Regions from separate parts of the Pan troglodytes genome. Here region 1 is linked to region 2. A link is a contact called in public capture Hi-C data. All regions are on one chromosome and are shown on one strand. The core of a region is the stretch at or near the end of the contact, and the rest is flanking DNA. Distances in the headings are between cores, read along the strand shown. Region 1 overlaps ARHGAP26 (Rho GTPase activating protein 26). Region 2 overlaps LOC104006587 (a long non-coding RNA gene).

The links. Capture Hi-C pulls out chosen DNA fragments and counts their contacts.
Region 1: a capture Hi-C map of stem cell-derived neural stem cells shows a contact between it and region 2, with 5 times the contacts expected there. The contact joins two enhancer-like sites. A contact is called at or near these places in 4 of 7 Hi-C or Micro-C datasets (blood, induced pluripotent stem cells and stem cell-derived neural progenitor cells), 1 of 1 datasets of contacts at active chromatin or transcription factors (stem cell-derived excitatory neurons) and 1 of 1 other capture datasets (stem cell-derived neural stem cells).

Annotation. Positions count from the first base shown.
Region 1 is chr4:140,594,822-140,602,117 of NHGRI_mPanTro3-v2.0_pri, forward strand. It overlaps ARHGAP26 (Rho GTPase activating protein 26), which reads left to right. Exons shown (of 24, transcript XR_008548285.2): 4 at 1,363-1,434; 5 at 7,283-7,296. Among named protein-coding and RNA genes, the nearest start is that of ARHGAP26, 110 kb to the left of the region's middle. Within about 2 kb of position 3,135, at least 2 of the 24 cell types and tissues checked have an H3K27ac peak or open chromatin away from gene starts, as enhancers often do. A contact at or near this core is called in stem cell-derived neural stem cells, where this site is marked.
Region 2 is chr4:140,432,624-140,440,039 of NHGRI_mPanTro3-v2.0_pri, forward strand. It overlaps LOC104006587 (a long non-coding RNA gene), which reads left to right. Exons shown (of 8, transcript XR_010157350.1): 1 at 1-384; 2 at 2,165-2,315. Among named protein-coding and RNA genes, the nearest start is that of FGF1, 22 kb to the left of the region's middle. Within about 2 kb of position 2,993, at least 1 of the 24 cell types and tissues checked has an H3K27ac peak or open chromatin away from gene starts, as enhancers often do. A contact at or near this core is called in stem cell-derived neural stem cells, where this site is marked.

The DNA.
Region 1 (7,296 bases), core at 1,885-4,384, 160 kb after region 2:
TAAGTGATCTCCAAATTGAGAAAAAGGCAAATGGGAATAAATTTGGAGACTTGACTTTTTCTGTCCCTTACATTGTTCAGTTAGTTCTTTACTGTGTCCATCTGTGACTTCTGGCATTTACCCGGTTAGTTTCATTGCAGTGGACATGCATGTGGCTTAGGAAAAATAATGCTTTGTTGCAGCAAGATTCCTGGAATAATTAGTTGAGCAAAGAGTGATAAATGAATGACTTAAAAGGAAAAACTGTAAAATATTGTACTGCCTTAGAAAAGACCATAGAATCTTAGCGATGGACAATTCAGCCCACTCATTTTGCAGATGACGAAATTAGAGCCCAGAGAGGTTAAATGTTTTGCCCATGGTCACACAGTTGGCAGCCAATCAAGAATTAATCCATTCATTCATTTAGTCATTCAAATATGTTTGAGTGCTGCTTTGTCTCAGCACTCTTCTTTGTTTTGGGGATAGTGGTGTCAAAGTGAGCCTTTACAAGATACTGATGTGTATGTGTGTGTGTGTATGTGTATGCACGCATGTGTGTGTGTGTATAAATGTGTAGTGTGTAGTGGTGAACCAGAACACACTTGGTAGGGGAGGGAAGTTGAGTTATGTTGGTAGTCAGGGAAGGCCTCCCTAAAGAGGTGACCTTTAAGCTGAAATCTTAATTACATGAAGGAGCTGTCCCTGTAAGGGTTTGGGAACACAGTGTCTGAAAGAATAGCCAAATGCTACGGCCCTGAGGTGGGACGAGTTTGGTGCGTTTGAGGTGCATTGGAGTGCCAGTAGGTTGGAATGCAGGACCTGAGGGGTGAGCCCTATGAGATGAAGTTGAGAGGCAGCCAGTAGTCAGGAGGCACAGGTGTCCTGGCTCTAGTCCAGTCCTGTCTTGGTAGAGCAACACAAAATCAAGCTTGGAAGGTTTTTATGCCATCAGATGTCCAGAGGTGTTTCTTTGTTTATTTGTTTTTAACCTAGACTCAGTGTTGATCTACTTTACCCATAACTTGGGTAAATTAATATTTGCAAGAAAATGTCACCGAAGCTTGTAACTTAGACCCCACTCTTTTACCAGTTCCCCTCTGCCCCTTCAGAGGATCGCTTACAGTTTTAGAGTTCCTCATTTTTACTTTTAAATAACCAATATTAATCATGCATGGGAGGAAGATTATCATGTTTTGAAATGATGACAGTTTTGATTTGACATGCTATTAGTTTGAAGGTTGTAAACAGTTGACATGTACAACACTGCCTCCCCAAATTTTATTTTAAGACATGGGGAGGCATCTCATGCTGGAGCTGCTGTAATTCTTTACTGATACTGCTTTCATGTCTTCTTTCCCTTACTCTGTTGTTCTTCACCAGATTGAGAATGCCAGCGAGGTGCTCATCACTCCCTTGGAGAAGTTTCGAAAGGAACAGATCGGGGCTGCCAAGGTGAGAATTTTGCAAGCTTTGGTCTGGATTTTAGGGTGAGAGGTCTGGAAAACACAGCACCTTCTTTAAAAAAAAGTCTTCAGAAATGTCTTCAGAAAATCGAAGCCCACATTCTTCAGAAAATCTTAGGCAGAAAACTCTATAGAGCCCAACTCATCAGTTCTTTACGGGTGACTGAAGTATGACCATCTGAGCCATCAACCCCGGAGGGGCCATTCTGGTATTTTGTTACCTCATTGTTTTGTGCTTGTTCATGAATCATCCAAAGGTAGAAACCACACCTCATTTGTGTTATTATAATAGATAGCTGTGTGCTTAGACAATTGCCTTTATTGAACAATACATTTGTTTTCGTGGAATTGTATTTTGTGGAGGTCCAGGACTTGCAGCCTAAGCAGGGGTTACAAATTTGTGCCCTGTGGGTACAGGGACTTTCTTTAAAAGGAGGCAGCTGGTACTTAGGTTTAGCTGATTTTTGTTGGGTCTGGAAATGGGCCCTCTCTTGCTGATTCTTTAAATGTTTCAAGACAAACTGAAAAGCCAGTTTTATGTGAAATTTCTTGTTGGCAAATAATTTTAAAATATGTATTACCCATTGTGCAGGTCAAAAAACGACATCTGCAGGCCTGCTTCAACCTGGAGATCACTGTTTGTTATCACTGACCTGGAGGGACTGTAGCCTAAGCTTGACTAATTCTAATGTGTTCTTGAGAGACTGCAAAGGGAATCCTGTTCCTTTTTAAAAGGTGGATTCTCCAGGGCTCCTTTGCCCTGTAATAAATCACTAGGAGGGCTGGGCACAGTGGCTCACGCCTGTAATCCCAGCACTTTGGGAGGCCGAGGCGGGCGGATCACAAGGTCAGGAGTTCGAGACCAGGCTGGCCAATATGGCGAAACCCCATCTCTACTAAAATAGAAAAATTAGCTGGGCATGGTGGTGGGTGCCTGTAGTTCCCAGCTACTCGGGAGGCTGAGGCAGGAGAATCGCTTGAACCCAGGAGGTGGAGGTTGCAGTGAGCCGAGATCACGCCACTGACTGCAGCCTGGGCAACAGAGCAAGACTCCATGTCCAAAAAAAAAAATCACTAGGAAACTCTAGCTGGTTTGACCTTCGGTAGAGTGTTAGAGGCTACCTGCAGAGAAGATGTTTTCATTGGAATCAATGAAAGCAAAAAGATTTCCAACGTTTTCTTCCTGTTTTTCTGGAACTGTGAGTCAATTCAGCTGCGGTCTCTTACTCCACCTGCAGGGACTTTTGGGCAACACCACCCTCTTACTTTGTGTGGATTTTGCTTAGTTGCAAAATGAGGTATTCCTCACCCCTACAACACACACACCCCTAAGTGCATCTGCTTCCTGGAAATAGATATGATTAGGGCCTGCAAAAGATGATGTTTAGTCAGGGTCTTTCAGAGGGATGGTTGATCACAGTTTGAAAGAGGGACTGTGGCAAAGACTTTCTCCCAGTTTTAGAGTATTTTCTACTAATTTTAGTTTACACATTTATGAGGAAGTGGGAGCTCACTGGTGCTGTATCAGAGATTAAGGAATGTATAATTTGCACAAAGTCTTATTCCACTAAGAATTCATACAGACTGTGAACCAGTCCAGTGATGGCAGATAATAAGCTGTGAGCGAATGCTCCCTCAGTTCCTGGCAGTGCAGGCCCCGCCTGCAGGCCTCCTCTTGGTGGCCTTGGGGCCTGTGCCTCCCCACTCTTGAACATGCTTGGCAGTGGCTTCCAGGGGTTATGCAGAGCTTGGAGACTGAGGCAGAGCAGACCTGTCTGTTGAGTCATCTTTTCAATAGTTACTTCTCCTTCTGAGCACAGATGCCTCTCTCTCTGGCCTCTTCTCTCACTCTCTTGAGGGTTACCATGGTTACCAAGGAGGTGAGGCAAGAGTCTGAGTGAGCTCCCTTTGGGCTTGATACCAGTGATCTTAATGATAGGAGGAGCTACTGTGCCCCGGGGCGGCGGCTGGGGGGTGGTATAGATGGTGACATACTAGAATAAAAGAATTTAAATAGTCACTCACCAAAGCATGTTTCCCCTCATGCATATTCTATTCTCCTATTCATTAAAACATGAATAATTATTGATTATTAAATAACTTTTGGATGATCACTAAAGAAGAATTGTGATGACATTTGGGTGATTTCTCATCCCTCCCCATTTGTCATTTTTTCCTCCTGGCGTGTCCTCCTTTGCATCACTCCACACACACATACATTTATATCATAACATTATGTAAATTTAAGAGACAACAAACAAGCAAACAACAGATCCACTTCTAGGCGACCCAGGGAGCAGTCTCAAGAACATCTCAGAGCCAGCAAGTGCTCTTCAGCTGGTTTGGGTATTGGCCAAGTGGAGGTTCTGAACTCTGTCTGTGCCATGCTAAAATTACTTTTTCCTCCTCCTCCACTCTCTGGTGCTGCTTCGGTTGCCATAACAGCCTGTTGCAGAGTGCGCCTTGTGAAGGCTGCCAGGGAGGAAGATTCTTGGGCATTCTTATGCTAATGTGCTACTCTGGAGTAGGGCATGACCCCTGGTGCTTGACATAACCATGGCCCTAAGTTTCTATTTCCAAGTTTGAGGAAATTATTTTTTCCTGTATTAGAGGTACATTTGGAATGCTGGACTCTAGAATAAGTATAACAGACATAAGAGAGTAGCGTAGAGAGTGGATCTACAGCTAGACTGTCTGAATCCAAATCTCACTTCTGCCATTTGCATGTAGACTTGGGGAGATTACTAAACCTCTTCATGCCTGTTTCCTGATCTCTAAAATGGGGGTAATAATAAAACTTGCCTCGTAGAGTTATTATGAAGAAGAAGTTAGTGAACTCCTATCAAATGCTTAAAACGGTGTCTGTCGTATAGCTACCTGAACACGAGAACAAGGTTGGTCATGTAGTCATTCAATGTTAGTGATTATATTAGATACACACAGTTCATTTGTTTAAAAAATATGTGAGAGCCTGCTCTGTGCCAGCACTGTTCTGTGCCCTGATATTTGGTGGAGAACAAGGCAGGCGTGGTTGCTGTGCTCATGAAGTAGCTGGGGTGAAAGACATCAGACAAAAAGATACAAATAAATGTCTAATTTCCAATTGTAGTAGGTTCTTGGGAGGGTTACCTTCATGGCACACGGGACATGGAAAGCAGGTGTGTTCTTGATAAGAAGGAGGCAGGTTTAGGTGATGAGCTCACCACTGTCACCACCATTGCTGACATTTATTGAGCACTTTCCATGTGGTAGGCACCCTGCCAAGCACTATATGTGGTTTATTTCATTTAACCCTAGAAATCCTTTGAGGAGGGGGTGTTCTTATTTTTATTTTGTTATATGGTCCTTGAGCTGAAAGAAGAAACCCGAGCAATTATCTAATCATCCTCAATTTATAGTTCAGGAAATTGAGTCCTGGAGAGGGATGGTGATTTGTTTCTAGCCAGTCCATATTGAGTTGGGAATAAATTTTAGGATTCTAACTCAATCCTTGACTTAACTACCCCACAGTAGACTCTCTGGAAGGTGAAAACCATCTTGTGTCCTGAGTAATGGACACACTCTCCCATCTTAAGAACATTATCTAAGCTGTAGTACTTTTTTGCTGCAGAGGTCTTATTGCTGTTTTCTCAGGACAGAAACGGCTTCCCTTTCTCCTTATTTTTTTCTCTAACTTTGGGTGTCCTCTTAAACATGGAATGTGGAGGCACAAGTTGCCAGAATGTCCCAGAATGCCAGTGACTCATGTTCCCTGGCCTTTTCTCACCTCTGGCCAGCTGGACTGTCTGGGACCAGGATTCTCCTTTTGGAGTTGCTGATAAGGCTGGTGGGAGCGGATACATGTGAGCAGCATTTGGAGTTGGAGCCCCAGTTCAAAGTTGCTGGTTGCACTAATGGAAAAGAATTGCTTGAGTCAAGTCTCTTGCCTGTACCCTCCTCAAATTTGAAGGAGTAATGTGTCCTCAGGCTTTTTCTTCATTTGCTGCTAAATGTTTAATTGTTCTTGTATGTGAACAGTCTTTTAAGCAAAACTCAGATTCATAGAAATGAGTATATGTCAGCTAAAATGGATGTATGGTTATTCTGCCCACTCTGTGAGCATGTACCAGATGAGTGGTATTCTGACATAGCGGAGCTTGTTAGGGCTCCGGGTGATGGCTTCTGGCTCCGAGTGTCCTGCCCCAGGGCATTTGCACTTGATGGTTCTGCTCTAGAAGGCTCTACTCTGCTCCTTCTGTATTTCACAGGTAGGTCTCAGCTCACATCTCCCTTCCCCAAATGATGCCTTTCCTGGGTGCCCTATCTACAGAATCTCTGTGACTGCGCCCTGTTTATTTCCTTTGTAGCACTTGCAGCAGTCTATAATTATGCTGATTATTTGTTTACTGGTTAATCATGGTTCTCCTACTAGAACATTTCTACCATGAGGGTTGGGACCATTTTTGTCTTGTATTTCTGGTGCCTAAAGTAGAGCCTTACACAGAGTGGTTGCTGATTATAAATTTGTTAAAGGAATAAAGAGATGTGTCTGAGCTTCTTTATTTGGCCAGAAAATATTTTTTGTCTTCTAGGCTTTGGAGTTGCAGAAAAACATCCCTATGGGTTCAGGCTCCACATGAGTCAAAAGCAGGAATAATGTACCCAATTAGCAAATTTGATCCCGTTTATCAGCCAAGTGCCAACCTTCTTCCAGCTTCCTTGCCTGCTCTCCCCGTTGGAATGTGGAAGGAAGGCAGACTGCCTGTGACAATGTCTCAGCTGTGGTGGAGAACATGGGCTTTGGAGGCACATTGTCCTAGGCTCCAATCCCAGCTCTGTCACTCTCCGTGACTTTTCACAAGTTCACCTCTTTGGGTCCAAGTTTTCTTATCAGTCAAATGGGAGATAGAAATAGAACCACAATGACCCAATGATTCAGTGGTGGGGAGCAGGGATTAATTATGGTAATTATTTTTCATTTTGAAGACAGTAATACGGATAATAATTTCTTAAAGAGAAGAGAAAAATAACTGTTACCCCATTACCATAACTCAGGTATTTGCCTATAAGTAAATTCCCACCTCATCTTTGTCCATAGGTAGACACACTCTATGTAGGATGCAGCAAGTTTATATAATGCTGTTTTACTTTTCTCTCTAGTTTTCCAATGACTAGTTATGCTTATTGGATGTTCCGTACTTTAATTATGCCAAACGCTATCCTTGGAAGTGATGTTGCTGCTGCTGCTTTTATTTTTCTTTTGCTAGCATAAATGGTGCCGTAGTAAACAAATGTGTGTGAAGATAATATTGTTGTTTTGAATTATTCCTCAGCTTGAAGACCTGCATGTGATATTAAGTGTCAAGAGATATTTAGGCTTACATACCAAGAAGTGTTTTTTTGGACAGTATTAAGGCTGGATCTAGCCTTAGTCTAGACTTGTCTCATTCAAGCTGTGAGGATATCTTCCTTCCTTGGTGTTAGCTTCATAGGTACCCCCACTGCTGCTGCTCCCCAGCCCCCAACCCCTGGCTGCCTTCTGGCCTTGAATATCCTTATGAGTTAGAAAGTAGAAATTTCTGTTTCACAAAGTTCTTAGAGGGGGAATCTTGGCTTTGCCACCATTAGATATTCATGTTTACCTCATTTCTGGTCTTGTCCTGGTTGGTGCCTCTCTGCTAGACACTCAAACTCAGGGGGCTGTTGATGGGTGGCTGCAGGATTTAATGGGCATTACCTGAAAGGTAGGAGCTGAGTCGTCATCTGTGTTCTGAGCAGAAGGATCTTGAGAGATGGAGGCTGCTTTTATTCCTGCAACGTGTCACTCTTTTTCTTTTTCTCTTCTCTTTTCTTGCCAGGAAGCCAAAAAGAA
Region 2 (7,416 bases), core at 1,743-4,242:
TTTTGGAAAAGCCCCTTGAAAAGCTATCAGAACTAAAATATGATAATAGTCAACACAGTCTGGCCACCAGATGAGGTATTCTGCTGTTTGATAAATTTTATAAAACTGCAGACCTTATTTTAAACTATGTGGAACTATTCCAAGGACTGATTGCAGAGTACATGAATAGGTATGTGTGTCTGATAAAATAGCTGAAATAAGGACAGGATTGGAAGGACATTGAAGTAAAATTGGCACGTGTTGTTCCACATCTAAAGGCTGGAAGCCATTTGGGCAGAGGCAGAATCTCGGCTCAGAGTCTAGCCCTGCAGGACCCAGTGTGGCAGCTGCGTGTCTCTGGAGCACTGGAGACGAGGCTACTGCAAATTAAGATCTGCTGTAAAGGTAAGATACACACTAATTACAAAAACAAGAATGTTAAATATATCAGAGATTTTAAAAATATTGATTACATACTAAAAAGCATCAGCACAGTAACTCACACGTACTAAGCACTCAGGATATGTAGTCTATTTTTTCTGTTGTTGTTTAAACCCAAAGAGCTGAGAGTTTATTATATGTCAGTGTCCTAGGTAAGACAATACTTGCAGATACCCTCACAGTCTGCCAAATGGAAGAGGAAAATATTCCACTTTTTAGAGAGGTGGTTCTCAAATGGGAGAATTTTGCCTCCCAGGGCCATCTGGTGATGTCTGAGACACATTTAACTATCAAAACCTGGGGGAAGTGGCTGCTACTGGCATCAAGTAGGTGGAGGCCAGGGATGCTGCTAAAATCCTACAATGTACAGGACAAACTACCCCCACAACAAAGAATTGCCACGTCAAAATATCAATCGGGCCCAGGTTGAGACATCCTGAATTGGTGGCTCTTGATCACTCACAGATGTGACTGATTAATAATCAAGCTCAGCAAGTGTGTGGTGGAAGGAGAATTACAAGTGTTATCCAAAGAGGCATTTCCTGGCCAGCAGCATTGGCGTCACCTAGAATTTACTAGAAGAGTAAATTCTCAGGCCTACCCCAATCCTACTGAGTCAGCTCTCTGGGGGTGAAGCCCCTATATCTACATTTTAACAAGCCTTCCAGGTGATTCTAATACAAGCCAAACTTCTGAGAAGCGCCGCTCCACTGCCCCTGTGTCCTAGTTACCAACTCCTGCTCGTTCCGGGTTGAGCAGTAGGTGGCAGTGAATCGCAGAACGGTATTTGGACGGCTGCTAAATGCTGAGAAGGGGCTGGCTTGCACCAGATTGGTTGGTGATGGAGCTGGTGACAATTGCTCCAGTGTTCTTACACTAGCCCACAGTTCATGATGCCAGCTTTCTCATTTCAGGAAAGTTCAGGGAACAAATCCAAACATGGTTCAAAGTCATTCTAAGGTCTCTTCTTAGTCACATGGTGTTTCCAAGGCTTTGAAATTGTTTACTTCTAACTCATGTTTTCAAAGTTGTATCCTTCAACAGATAATTCTGTGAGTATCTGGGTTTGGACTATTCTCCTAAGATACCTTCCCACCCTATAAAATCCCAAAGTCATGAGTACAAATCATTTCTGCCATCCTTGGACACCTTTTGGGCAAAGTATTTGACCCATCTCATGCTGAATGGACCCTTGGCCCCTCCTCTGCAATGGACCAGATCCGGTGAATGGTGAACATCCTGTTTCCCTGGATCTTTTGTCAGGCAGATAAAATTCAGTGTTTGGCAAACTTTGATAAGGCTGAGAGTGAGGTCACTGCAGTTCAGGTTATTTTCTATTTGGGCCACAAGAGGACACCCTCCACTCAGCCATGAGCATCTATAGTCTCCATAAAGCTCCGAAGTGGGTTGAGTGATGTGCTGGATTATGAAGAGGGGACAGTCACCTGCTAGAGAGGGAGGGGATGTCACTTTCCTTCTGTAGAGTGGTGGGAGGAAGTGGCTTTGGATCAGACCTCAGCCCTGAACTCTAGAGCTGGGTTGCTCGAAGTGTGGCTCCCCGACCAACCGTATCCCCATCAACTGGGAAGTTGTTAGAAAAGCACATTCTGGGGTCCTAGCCCAGACCTGCTGAATCCGAAGCTCTGGGGGTGGAGCCCAGCAATCTCTGGTTTAACAAGACCCCTCCCCTCCCAGGTGATTTCCATGTGAGCTCTCGCTCGAGAACTGCTATTCTCTCCTCCAGAGCATCTTCCTGGTTATTCTCTGGGACGCAAAACCATGGTGGCATCTGATCTCATCACACTTCTGCCAGGAGGTGAAATCGAAGAGGCTACATTCTTGATGCTCAATGTCTTCTTCAGGTCATTTGCCTGAGGATACCTGGGGATACTGAGGTCAGTCATTCTGCATGAACGTGTGCAGTCCCTGGGCTCAGCCCTGGGCCAAAGGCTCTGAGGGATGTAAGGGTCACTAAATAATAATTTGTCAGCCCTCACAGAGCTTCCAGTCCTCCATGAAATGCAGGGTTGCCGCCTGAAAACAGACCAAAGGGGGCACACGACATGGTTCTGACAGCATGGGTAAATACAAGGAAGCTGGGAGCCGTGCAATGCTGCACGCGTCCCCTCCCCGGCTTCATCTCCCATTCCCTCCCACCCAGCTGCTGTTGCAGGGCCCCCTGCCTTCTTTTTCACTCTCAACAGCACACCCTCAGTTTGCCCTTGTTTTCATTTCCTTTTCCCCTTACCTCCCATACCTCTTTTCCAATCTCTCCCCCTCCCGTTCTGGTTTTGTTGTAAATCACAAAATTTCAGGAACAGGCCCAGCAAGGACAGAAGCCCCAAGGGGCAGGGGAAAAGGAGAGAAACTGCATAGATAAGAACAGGCTTCTTTTCAGAGTAAAGACTAAGAAGACACAGACATACTGTAATAGTAGTTACCCTTGTCCGAAGGGCAGTGCAAGCCTGGAAAAGGGAGACCACCCGTGGGCTAGGGAGTGGGAAAGAAGCTCTTTAGGGTGTCTGGACACGAGCTAAACCTTCACAGGGCAGGGGGACTTGGGAAAGCAGAGGGGACGGAGAGGCCATGCCAGCCCCATAGCAGGGAGGAGCTGGGGTGGGAGGGGGGCCGGGGGCAGCCTGGTGGGGAGGGAGGATGGATGGGGAGTCATAGGAAGTGAGGCAAGATGGGCTCCCAGATGGAGGAGGAAGCAGTTAAAGTCTGAGTTTTATGATAGATGTACCAAAGAGGTGTGATAGCTTCTGAGCAGAGGAAAACTGTGTATATTGTTATTGTGAAGACATCTTCTCTTCCTGAGGTCACAAACTCAAATGCCTATAGCATGAAGCAGGCCAGGTAAGAAGCTGGAGGGCCTGGAGGGGTCGCGTGAGCTGGAGAGCACGTGTCCACCCTGAAGTGGGCAGTGATACACAAATCCCGACAATTATTACCAGGGGCAAGTAGAAGCTGAGTTGCGAAGTCATCCAGTTTTTCGACAGAAATTGGATGTCTGGATTTCTTTCTCATAATGTAAAATTTCTTCATTTTTAAATAGGCAGCTCATTGAAAATTAAAAAAAATCTGTACACCTTTGGGTGGTAACTTCTGACCTGTATTTTAAAAAATTGGACCTGAGGGTTTGTACCATACTCTTAATCTAAAATATTATGACCATTGTTTCTTCTTAGTTTCCTCCCTCACCCCTTTCTAGCAAATCCATTTATTATGAACAAAAAATATGATAACATCCAAACATGAACAACGTACTGTTTTCAACACTGCACACGAATTATCTCATCCTCACACAACCCTGTAAGATTATCTACTCGCACTCTATAGATGAGAGAACTGAGGTACAGAGAGGGAAAACAACTTGCTCCAAATCTCAGTAGTTTTAAGTGGGGGAGCCAAGACCGAAGCCCAGCTGGTCAGACTACAGGGTCGTGAGTTCAGCCTGTGTGTTATATCCTTCCCTATATTCTTTGGTGACCATATTTCAGTTGTGTTTTTCCCTCTTCCAAGTATGAGTGACATTTGTGAGGTTGTATTTTCCTTCTTGTGTTAAAATATTAGGTTCACTGTCTTTATTGCCCGTGCCCTGGTGCCTGAGGCCTGTGAGTCAGCTGTGCTCAGTCTAGCAAGCATCCATGGAGGACCCGCCGTGCGCCATGCATCGTGCTGGTGCCAGCTGTCCAATTTCATGAAACTCCATTTTAATAAAGGATACTGACAGATAGAAACCAAAAATTTCAACCTAATATGGGATGTTATGTTGAGACAAAGGCATCTTTGGTATGCACTGCGATCATATAATGGAGTCATAAATGTGGAGGAGGGGTGGGTCAGGGAAGACTTCCTGGGAGAAACATCCTGGGGGCTAAGTCTCAAAGAACTCTGAGGAACACCAGGTTCAAGAGGCCAGGCATTAGAAGTCAGAGGGGTGCAGGGAAGGTCAGCAGAGTGGCGATAAGGCAGGAGGAAGGAGCCTGGGATGGTAGGGTTGAGCCTACCTGAGACAGCTGATGGATAGGAGGAAGGGACCAGTCAGAGGGGCTGGGGAATCATGACCTGACATTGTGTGTGTTGATTCAGTGTCTACACACTCAGTGTCAGGCCATGGGGAAGACCCCACAGAGAGGGCAAGGCTTGTCATTGAAGTGGATGGATGAGAGGCTCTACCCCTCATTATTTGTGGGGCCTTAGGCAGGCTGCTTTGCCTCTGGGAAGCCAAGTTTCCTCACCTGTGAAATGAACTCAAACTTATTCAGCTTAGTGAGTACTGAATAAGAAGATGCTAGTGCCAAGTCTAGCACAATGCCTGACCCCAGCAATCATTCAGACAATGTTTGCGATTACTATCATTTCTGACACTTAGTAAATGTTTATTGAAGGAGTGAAAGGGAGCAATGGCTTAGGTGACCCCAGCGGCACCCAACGCAGTTGGGAGATCAGATCATCAGCTAAGCTTAAGCCTGGCCCATGATTTCCACTTGTCTTACGAGGACTGGGAAATAAGGGTTACATTAGTTTGAGGGAGACTTCAGCTTTAACATAAACTCCAAGTGACGCCATCCAGTCCACCGGAGAAGCAGCCTGCCTCAACAGGCAAGTCTGACCACAGAGACTGCAGCTGAATCAGCCGTAACTCGGAGCTGAGGCTGATAATTTTCTGAGGCTTGCTGCACGCCTGTGAATCTTGCGTTCCTGTAGGTTACATCATTCTGTCCAGGTGCAGACAGTCCCGCTGATGGAACACTCCCCGGCAGCTGCAGCAACCTGGCACCTGGCATGGAGGAGTCCATCTGGTGGTGATATGCAGCCACTCAGGACTCGTGCCAGCCACGCCGGCTCCTGGATGACAGGCAGATATGGCTGTGGCTGCCTTGCTTACTCCCAAATAGCACAGAGCGGGACAGTCTTCCAGCCAGGTGGGTAGTTCCAGGAGGCCACATTCACCTTGGAGATTCCTACGATACTCAGGAAAAGAAAGAAAAGCTGCGTACAGTTCTTACAATCATGCTTGTCATTTCTGTAGTCCTTTTTGTTTAAGGATCTCAGCTGCTGGGGCACGTGCAAGTTTTCCTTCAGTTTCTGTGCCAGCAATAATGTGCCTTGATTTTCGGGCAGTTATAAGTGGCCAGAGAGAAAGGGGACCTTAAAAGTGTAAGCCTGGCTTATTTTTTCTGGAATGAGATTTCTGCAGCAGTGGGTCCCAAACTCAGCACTGTGCTGGGTTTTTCTAGAGGAATATGACACACACAGGACTGCCAATTCTGATTCAGTAGGTGTGTGGCCAGCCCCAAACACCTGCATTATTAACCAGCTCAAGGGGTGGTCCCCTAACTGGCTGCCTCCAATCCCCTGAGGTACTTGTTAAAAATGCAGGTCCCTTGGCCATACCCCAGACCCACTATATAGACAGCTCTATCTAGGGTGTGGATGGATGGAGTTTCACTCTTGTCACCCAGGCTGGAGTGCAATGGCATGTTCTCGGCTCACCACAACCTCTGCCTCCCGGGTTCAAGCAATTCTCCTGCCTCAGCCTCCAGAGTAGCTGGGATTTCAGGTGCCTGCCACCACGCCTGGCTAATTTTTTTGTATTTTTAGTAGAAACGGGGTTTCACCACATTGTCCAGGCTGGTCTCGAACTCCTGACCTCATGATCCACCCGCCTCGGCCTCCCAAAATGTTGAGATTACAGGCGTGAGCCACTGCACCTGGCCAATGGCTTCCTTTTTAACAGGTGACTTTTGCCACAGGTCCCTCAGCGGCTCTTGAACACAGTCAAGTTTTAGAGCTGCTGCCGTATGTGATTCTGATGCACTGTATTTGACTACTACTCCAGAACAATTATGCTTGAATTTCTGTCTTGCAGACCCTAGATTTTTTTTCCCCTGACTCAACTAGACTGTCCTCAGCAGCTGAGAGAAGTGTTGTTGGCCAACATAACACAAAAGAGGCAAAGAAAGTAGAAAAGTGATGTAATCTGAAGCCATGTGGAGTCTGAGGCCAAGAAATTGTGATGGAAAAACACCAGGGATCCTCACCTTGACTATGACCCAGCTTTGAGTGTTGAAACGGAGTGTGTGAAGACACTGCACAGTTCTTTGGCGAACGGGCTAGTTGGATTAGCAACCTTCTGCTTGGAGAAGCTTCTGCCACTGCTTGTAGGTTTGCTTGGCTTTTGTACTTCTTTTTTTTTTTTGAGACAGTCTTGCTCTGTCACACAGGCTGGAGTGCAGTGGTGCCATCTCAGCTCACTGCAACCTCTGCCTCCCAGGTTCAAGCAATCCTCCAGCCTCAGCCTCCCAAGTAGCTATGACTACAGGTATGCACCACTATGCCCAGCTAATTTTTGTATTTTTAGTAGAGACAGGGTTTTGCCATGCTGGCCAGTCTGGTCTCGAACTCCTGGCCTCAAGTGATCCGCCTGCCTTGGCCTCCCAAAGTGCTGGGATTACAGGCGTGAGCCACTGTGCCTGGCTGGCTTTTGTACTCTTCTGGGCAGTCTTGGGGCAGGGACTGTGTGAGCAGAGAGTTTGGAAACTTGGATCCCAAAGGTCAGAGGCAGGGTCTGACCTCCAAGGGAGAGGAGAAGCACAGTCTGTGGATCTGGGAAGTGTTTCAGGACAGGCTTTGCTGCCAGTCCCCAGGAGCCTTCCTCCCCTGTGGGGAGCCAGTACAGAGGCATTCTCCAGGAACCCAGCTGGCCAGACAATGCCACTCTGTTCCTGAGTTTGCTGGCACCTAGGCGGTTAACCCAGAAGCCGCCTCTGTGTCCTTTAGGGCAGGCAAGTTTTAAAGCTCTCCTTTCAACTTTGGGCCAACAACATCTCACAGGGTAAGAAGATGCACTTTCCTCCCCCAAGGCACTGTTTTTCAGTATTCTTTGACCATGAGGTCCTCAAGAGTGTATCTTTTCTTCTTTTCTTCCTCTGCAGCTGATGATCCCTGGGAGAATTTTTTTCCTTTCTTTTCTTTTTTTTTTTTTTTAGA